Regions from separate parts of the Gossypium arboreum genome. Here region 2 is linked to region 1. A link is a contact called in public Hi-C data. All regions are on one chromosome and are shown on one strand. Each heading gives the region's core, a stretch centred on a gene start, on an enhancer-like site or on the middle of the called end of the contact. The rest is flanking DNA. Distances are from core to core; before and after follow the strand shown.

Evidence for each region. A called contact is a pair of places that touch in the nucleus more often than the background predicts.
Region 2: a contact with region 1 is called in a Hi-C map of leaf, with 5 times the contacts expected there. The contact joins the promoter of LOC108466185 here to the promoter of LOC108460697 in region 1. A contact is called at or near these places in 2 of 5 Hi-C or Micro-C datasets (both in leaf).

What each region holds. Positions count from the first base shown.
Region 1 is chr4:87,338,176-87,341,011 of ASM2569848v2, reverse strand. LOC108460697 (dnaJ protein ERDJ2-like) reads left to right here and starts at 1,290. Exons shown (of 12, transcript XM_053027343.1): 1 at 1,290-1,507; 2 at 1,730-1,779; 3 at 1,994-2,236; 4 at 2,327-2,422; 5 at 2,759-2,836. The coding sequence starts at 2,051.
Region 2 is chr4:87,675,151-87,677,850 of ASM2569848v2, reverse strand. LOC108466185 (growth-regulating factor 4-like) reads left to right here and starts at 1,327. Exons shown (of 6, transcript XM_053026775.1): 1 at 1,327-2,018; 2 at 2,094-2,285; 3 at 2,696-2,700. The coding sequence starts at 1,739.

The sequences.
Region 1 (2,836 bases), core at 41-2,540:
TTGTTGGATTGAGGAATCATATTATGATGGTCTTTCGTAAAATGGATGTTGTTATTTTGTGTTTCAGGGTGGCAAAAGGACTTGGTAAATAGCCCTATGTTGTCCACAAGGGTAAACACACAGGCATGTGTCTAGGCCGTGTGTCATGGGCATGTTGTCAGACCGTGTGCCCCCTGCACGTAAAAATTTCAAGCCAGTATGCATGGTAGTAAACACAGGGCAGAGACACGGCCGTGTGTCTCAGCCGTGTGGAGGACACGGCCTCTGGCCACTGGCGTGTGCCTTGGTCATGTGCCCCTTATTGGATACTGACGTTAGAAACAAAATGTCAAGGTTTTTAGACACGAGCTAGGACACAGGCGTGTCATGGCCGGGCCATAGACACGGGCGTGTGTTAGGTCGTGTGAAAACCACTGTAGGTTCGAATTTGGAATTAAATTCACACGGGTATGGGACACAGGCGTGTCCCTAGATGCTTAGGCCGTGTGAGTCACACAGGCCATCAGCACGACCATGTTATAACGACCACATGGGCGTGTTGCCCTTCCACACAAGCTTGTGCCCTGTTTTAAGAATCATTTTTATTTAGTCGATTTAAGGACCTGAGTTGGTTCCGAAGGGTTTCCAAAGAAATTTTGAGGCCTTGTAGGCCCACTTTAAGGAGTTTAAATAGAGTTCTAAAGAGTTTTAAATTTAATCAAGTCTCGGTGTCTCAAAAACGAATGTATGCATGGCTTCGTACCCAGTCCTGGCCTCAGACTCTAGTAAGGGGTGTTACATTGTCATCTTTTTTTCCCAATTAATTTACTTATATACTTAGATTTAATTTAATTAATTACTTTAATAAGGCTTAATTAAACTTTAATCCTTAATTAATTAAATCTAATGACAATTAACATCACATCCCACATTCATTTAAAATTGGTTTATTAGCCAGTCATTTGGATAATTGCTATTTAAATCCCCAAGCCTTATTCTAACTAAAAATTTATAGCGATTAAATTTTTGCGATTTAGTCTCTGAGCCTTAATTACTCACAATTTCGACTAAATCTCTTAACCAATTTTCAATTCATTAATATGCTAATCCCATAACATCTTTATTTAATATTTACAAACTCATTTATGGAAATGAAGTCTCGAAATTGTATTTTTTAACATCACTAAAAATTGAGTCGTTACAAAAATATTTATTTAAATTTAATTATAAAAGTGAAGTTAATTTTTAAATTGTAGAAATAAATTCTTTGAATTTGCTATATGAATTCGATTGTATGCGCTTTATAAATTAAGTTTGTGCTACGCGCAGAAGTTGACGGGGAAGGAAAAAGGGCCGGGGCTGGCTTTCCCTTTTCAGTTAGGATTTTTGGATGTTGTTGGGCTTTGGGTCCACGAACTAAAATCGCAATTTGAACTTAGAAGAAGGCCAAGCCGAAGCCTGGGCCAGAACTGAAGGTGAAGCAGCTAACACACCATAGAGATCTGGCATCCCTCCGCTAAATTCTGCTGTAAGATCTCTATTAACCAAAGAAGAATAATAGTAATAGTAATAAAATCGAATCTTCTTCTGCTGAAACGCTTTGCTTTCTAGTTTCTAGACAGAAATTCGATCAGCTCTAGTAGTTTAATAGTCAGGTTTTTGTTTCTCCGTTAGTTTATTTATTAAATCAATAAATTGAAGCATATTAACATATGGGTTTATTTATTTACCCTTTTTTTTTTCCTGGAAGGAATATTCATTCAAGTTCGATATTCATGGGGCGGGAAGTTCCAGTTTAAGGTTTATTTGAGAAATAATTTCAATAATGATTTTATTTTGATTTCTGATGAGTTTTAATGTAAATGTAATTTTGGTGCCAAACTTTAATTAGTTAATTTATACTATAATAATTCAATTTTGTTTTTCTGCCAAAGGAGAATTGGATAGGCATATTTCAAATTAAGATTTTATCTGTATTTTCCTCGGTTGATTGTTTCTCAAATTGTTGTCACAGAGTTATATAAAGAAGAAAGATCTCCTTGAATTTTATTTTTGAAGTAAGAAGGTGAATATGGGTGCTTCGGAAGAGAACAGTGCCTTGTTTCCAATCTTTGTGTTGACTATAATGGCTCTGCCATTAGTGCCATACACTATAGTTAAGATATTAAACACATTCTCGAAGAAGGCAATGACTATCCATTGCCAGTGTTCTGTGTGTTCTCGGTCTGGGAAGTATAGGAAATCAATTTTCAAACGGGTAGATATGCTTCTGATTGTATTTCATTTATCGTCTGGAACTTTGTTTGAATTTGATAAGTATTTGTGATATTTTGGATTGTTTTTGCAGATCTCGAACTTCTCAACTTGTAGTAATCTGACCCTTGTGCTTCTCTGGGTTGTCATGGTGGTGCTGATATACTATATCAAGCATACAAGTCATGAGGTAATCCATTTGTTCTTAATATCTGATGACAACATGATTTAATCTTGTAGTCAGCTGCTAAACCTCATCCTCTCTGCTGGAACTTTGGGTTTAGGTGAAGAATTTATATCTTATGTGTGGTTTGAGAAAGTATAGGCATCTCTTCTCACCTATTTGTTTTTGTTTTTGGATGTGGACTGAATGTTCATATGCTAGTATCAGCTTGGTCATGTATTAATATATTAATGCTAACAGCCAGTTGGTTGTTTCTTCAACATTTTATACTCTGTATGTGATGTGCCTTGGCTTGTTTCTCATGATAGAACATGATTTGTCTTCATTTTTCTTGGTTTGCAGTTTAAAGTATTTGAGCCATTCAGTATTCTTGGTTTGGAACACGGAGCCTCAGATTCAGACATAAAGAAAGCATATAGG
Region 2 (2,700 bases), core at 78-2,577, 340 kb before region 1:
TCATTGTCTCCATGTCTTCGGTGTCTACAAGTTCTATTTCAGTGAATTTGATGGGATCTGCCGAAACTGGAAACTTTTAGAAAAGTTTTGAGACCTTCTCCTACAACGTCTAACAATTTTTGCGTTAATCCTTCCCTTCATATCATCCAACGAGATATTTCTATTAAATCTCATTGATATTTGTTGCAGATATTCAAATATACATCCAACGGTTGTTGTCAAGATGATTCCATCGAAATAAACGCATACGAAAAACTAATTATCCATCTTCAATACTCAATCATTAAAAATTAATAAAAAATCTCAAAACAATTTCAAACAACATTAAAAACTTGCTTAAAAAATTTAATGGATGATAATAGTCCATTTCTAACAATATCAAATTTATTGTCATTTCTAACAATATCAAATATATTAAAAATTTTACAAGATAACATTCTCAATAATCTAAACATAAAAACATTCTCAATAATCTAAACATAAAACTTACTAACAAATCACAATAAACAAAATATAAAAATAACACTAAACAAACTATATAATACTAACAAAATTTTTTCTTATCATAATCTATTATATTTGAAAATAACAATAAGAAAATTACATTTTCTTTTCTTTCTTTGAAAATAACAATAAGAAAATTACATTTTCTTTTCTTTCTTCTCTTTTCTTTCTTTCTTCTCTTCTCTTCTCTCTCTCTTGTTCTATAATTTTTTTTTTCAAACTGATACGAGCCGGATGGGGGACTTGGGGGAGGGGGGAATATACTAGAGGGTGCCGCCTATTAGATAGGTACAATTGGTGCCGCCTTTGACAACCCCTCCACTGGTGCCGCCTCTGATATCCCCTCTACTAGTGTCACCTCTAACATCCCCTCCACCTAGGCCATGTCACCATTTATTATTATTATTTACTGTTTTGATCAGAAAATGAGGGTGGTGTCGCCTATGCACCACCTTCTATTACTTGAAATGTACCATTTTGATACTTAATTTTATCAATATACCATTTTAGAGTTTTTTTTTAATATTTTTTTGATAAAAAGCCCTCAAAATAACAAAAATAGGAGAAAATAGGTTTAGGGCAGACCACTGTAGCGCTTGGCCGAATGCCGTGGCATACAGACAGCTTGTCAATCAAGGGCGTCATGGCACTTAGCTAAATGTCGCGCCCTTACATCCTTTCCCAGTGCTATTGCTTTTTAAGCTCTAGCCACTCATTTCAGCTTCGAAATATCCTTGAGTGCTTGTTTTACTCGATATTCTTAAGCTTACATGACACAAATACTAAAAAGGAAATTAGAAAGTAAAAGGACTCTGAAATAAATCAGTCATGCAAAATTCAATGCAAAAATAGAAAAGAGAGCGTTTAAGAGAGAGTAGTTCTTAACTTAGAACGATTTCCCCGTCTTTGATTAGGACCATCTGAAGATAATATTTTTACACATGTAAAATAAAAACAATTATCTATAAAATTAACTTTGTCGTTTACTTTACATTTAAAAAAGTCTGCCTCCTGGTGTCAGAATAGTTCCTCTTCCTCTCTTTGAAGTCTTAAGGTATTGCTATCTGCCGAAGCCATAAGAGGAAAGAAGTTCCTGCAAAAGCTTTTTCCAAACTTTCTCTTGTTAACACATCAACAAAACAGACCCCAAAACCCAAATAAAAATATTTCTGTCAAAATAGCCCCCGCCGCCCCAACCAACTAAAACCCCCAAAGCACCTCTCTTTCTCTTTCCATGAACTTGCATCTGAAGCAATGTAGAAACCAGCATGAGTCAGACCATCAACAACAACCACCTTCTGCAAATATACCAAAACTTCACCTTCATCATCATCATCACCAACACCCATCTCCTCTTCCTTTGCTCGTACCTCATCACCACTGCAAATCCAGCAGCAACAATCTGCCACCACTTCCTCATTCATCCTTCACGTTTCCCAGCAGTGAGATTTTTTTCCTTTTTCTTTGCTCCTTTTTTTTTCTTGGCAGGATTCTCAGAAAAGTTTTCAACTCCTAAGTTTGGGAAGTTTCTGGCTAGCTTGCTTACTTGATTTTTTCCTTCTAAGTTACCTTTTTACTTCTCCCTTTAGTGATGGGAAGTTTCTTCAGCTTGTCTCAATGGCAGGAACTGTAGTTACAAGCTTTGATCTTTAGATACATGTTAGCAGGCGCAGCTGTTCCTCCCCAACTCCTTCAATCAATCGAGAATACTACTATTCTTCACTCTCCTTCATATTTCCTCCACCACCCTCTTCGACACTTCTCCCATTACCAGCCACCTTGTGAGTGATTATATTTATGAGATGTGTGACCTGTCCTTGCTTTTATATTTTTATGAAATGCGTACTTTAGCATTTTCTCATCAAATTTATAAAGAAAATAAGTACATAATAAAAGAGATTGATGCATAAATGATTTTATAGTATTATATATATATATATATAAACCCGGGTGAAAACACAAACAAAAAGAGAGAAGAAACGTAGAAAGGGGGGAAGAAGTCTAGTGCTAGTTCTTACTGAAACTTTTTTATTTAACTTTCATTTTTGAGTGGTTTCTTTGTTCTCTTATTTTGATTGAAAGAAAGACAAAACTTCCATATATATCTACACGGTCTACCTAAGGAACTTAATGAATCTGTCCAAATAGTATGTACTTAAAAGATATGAAGAGTATGAGGATGTCGGATCAGTGTTG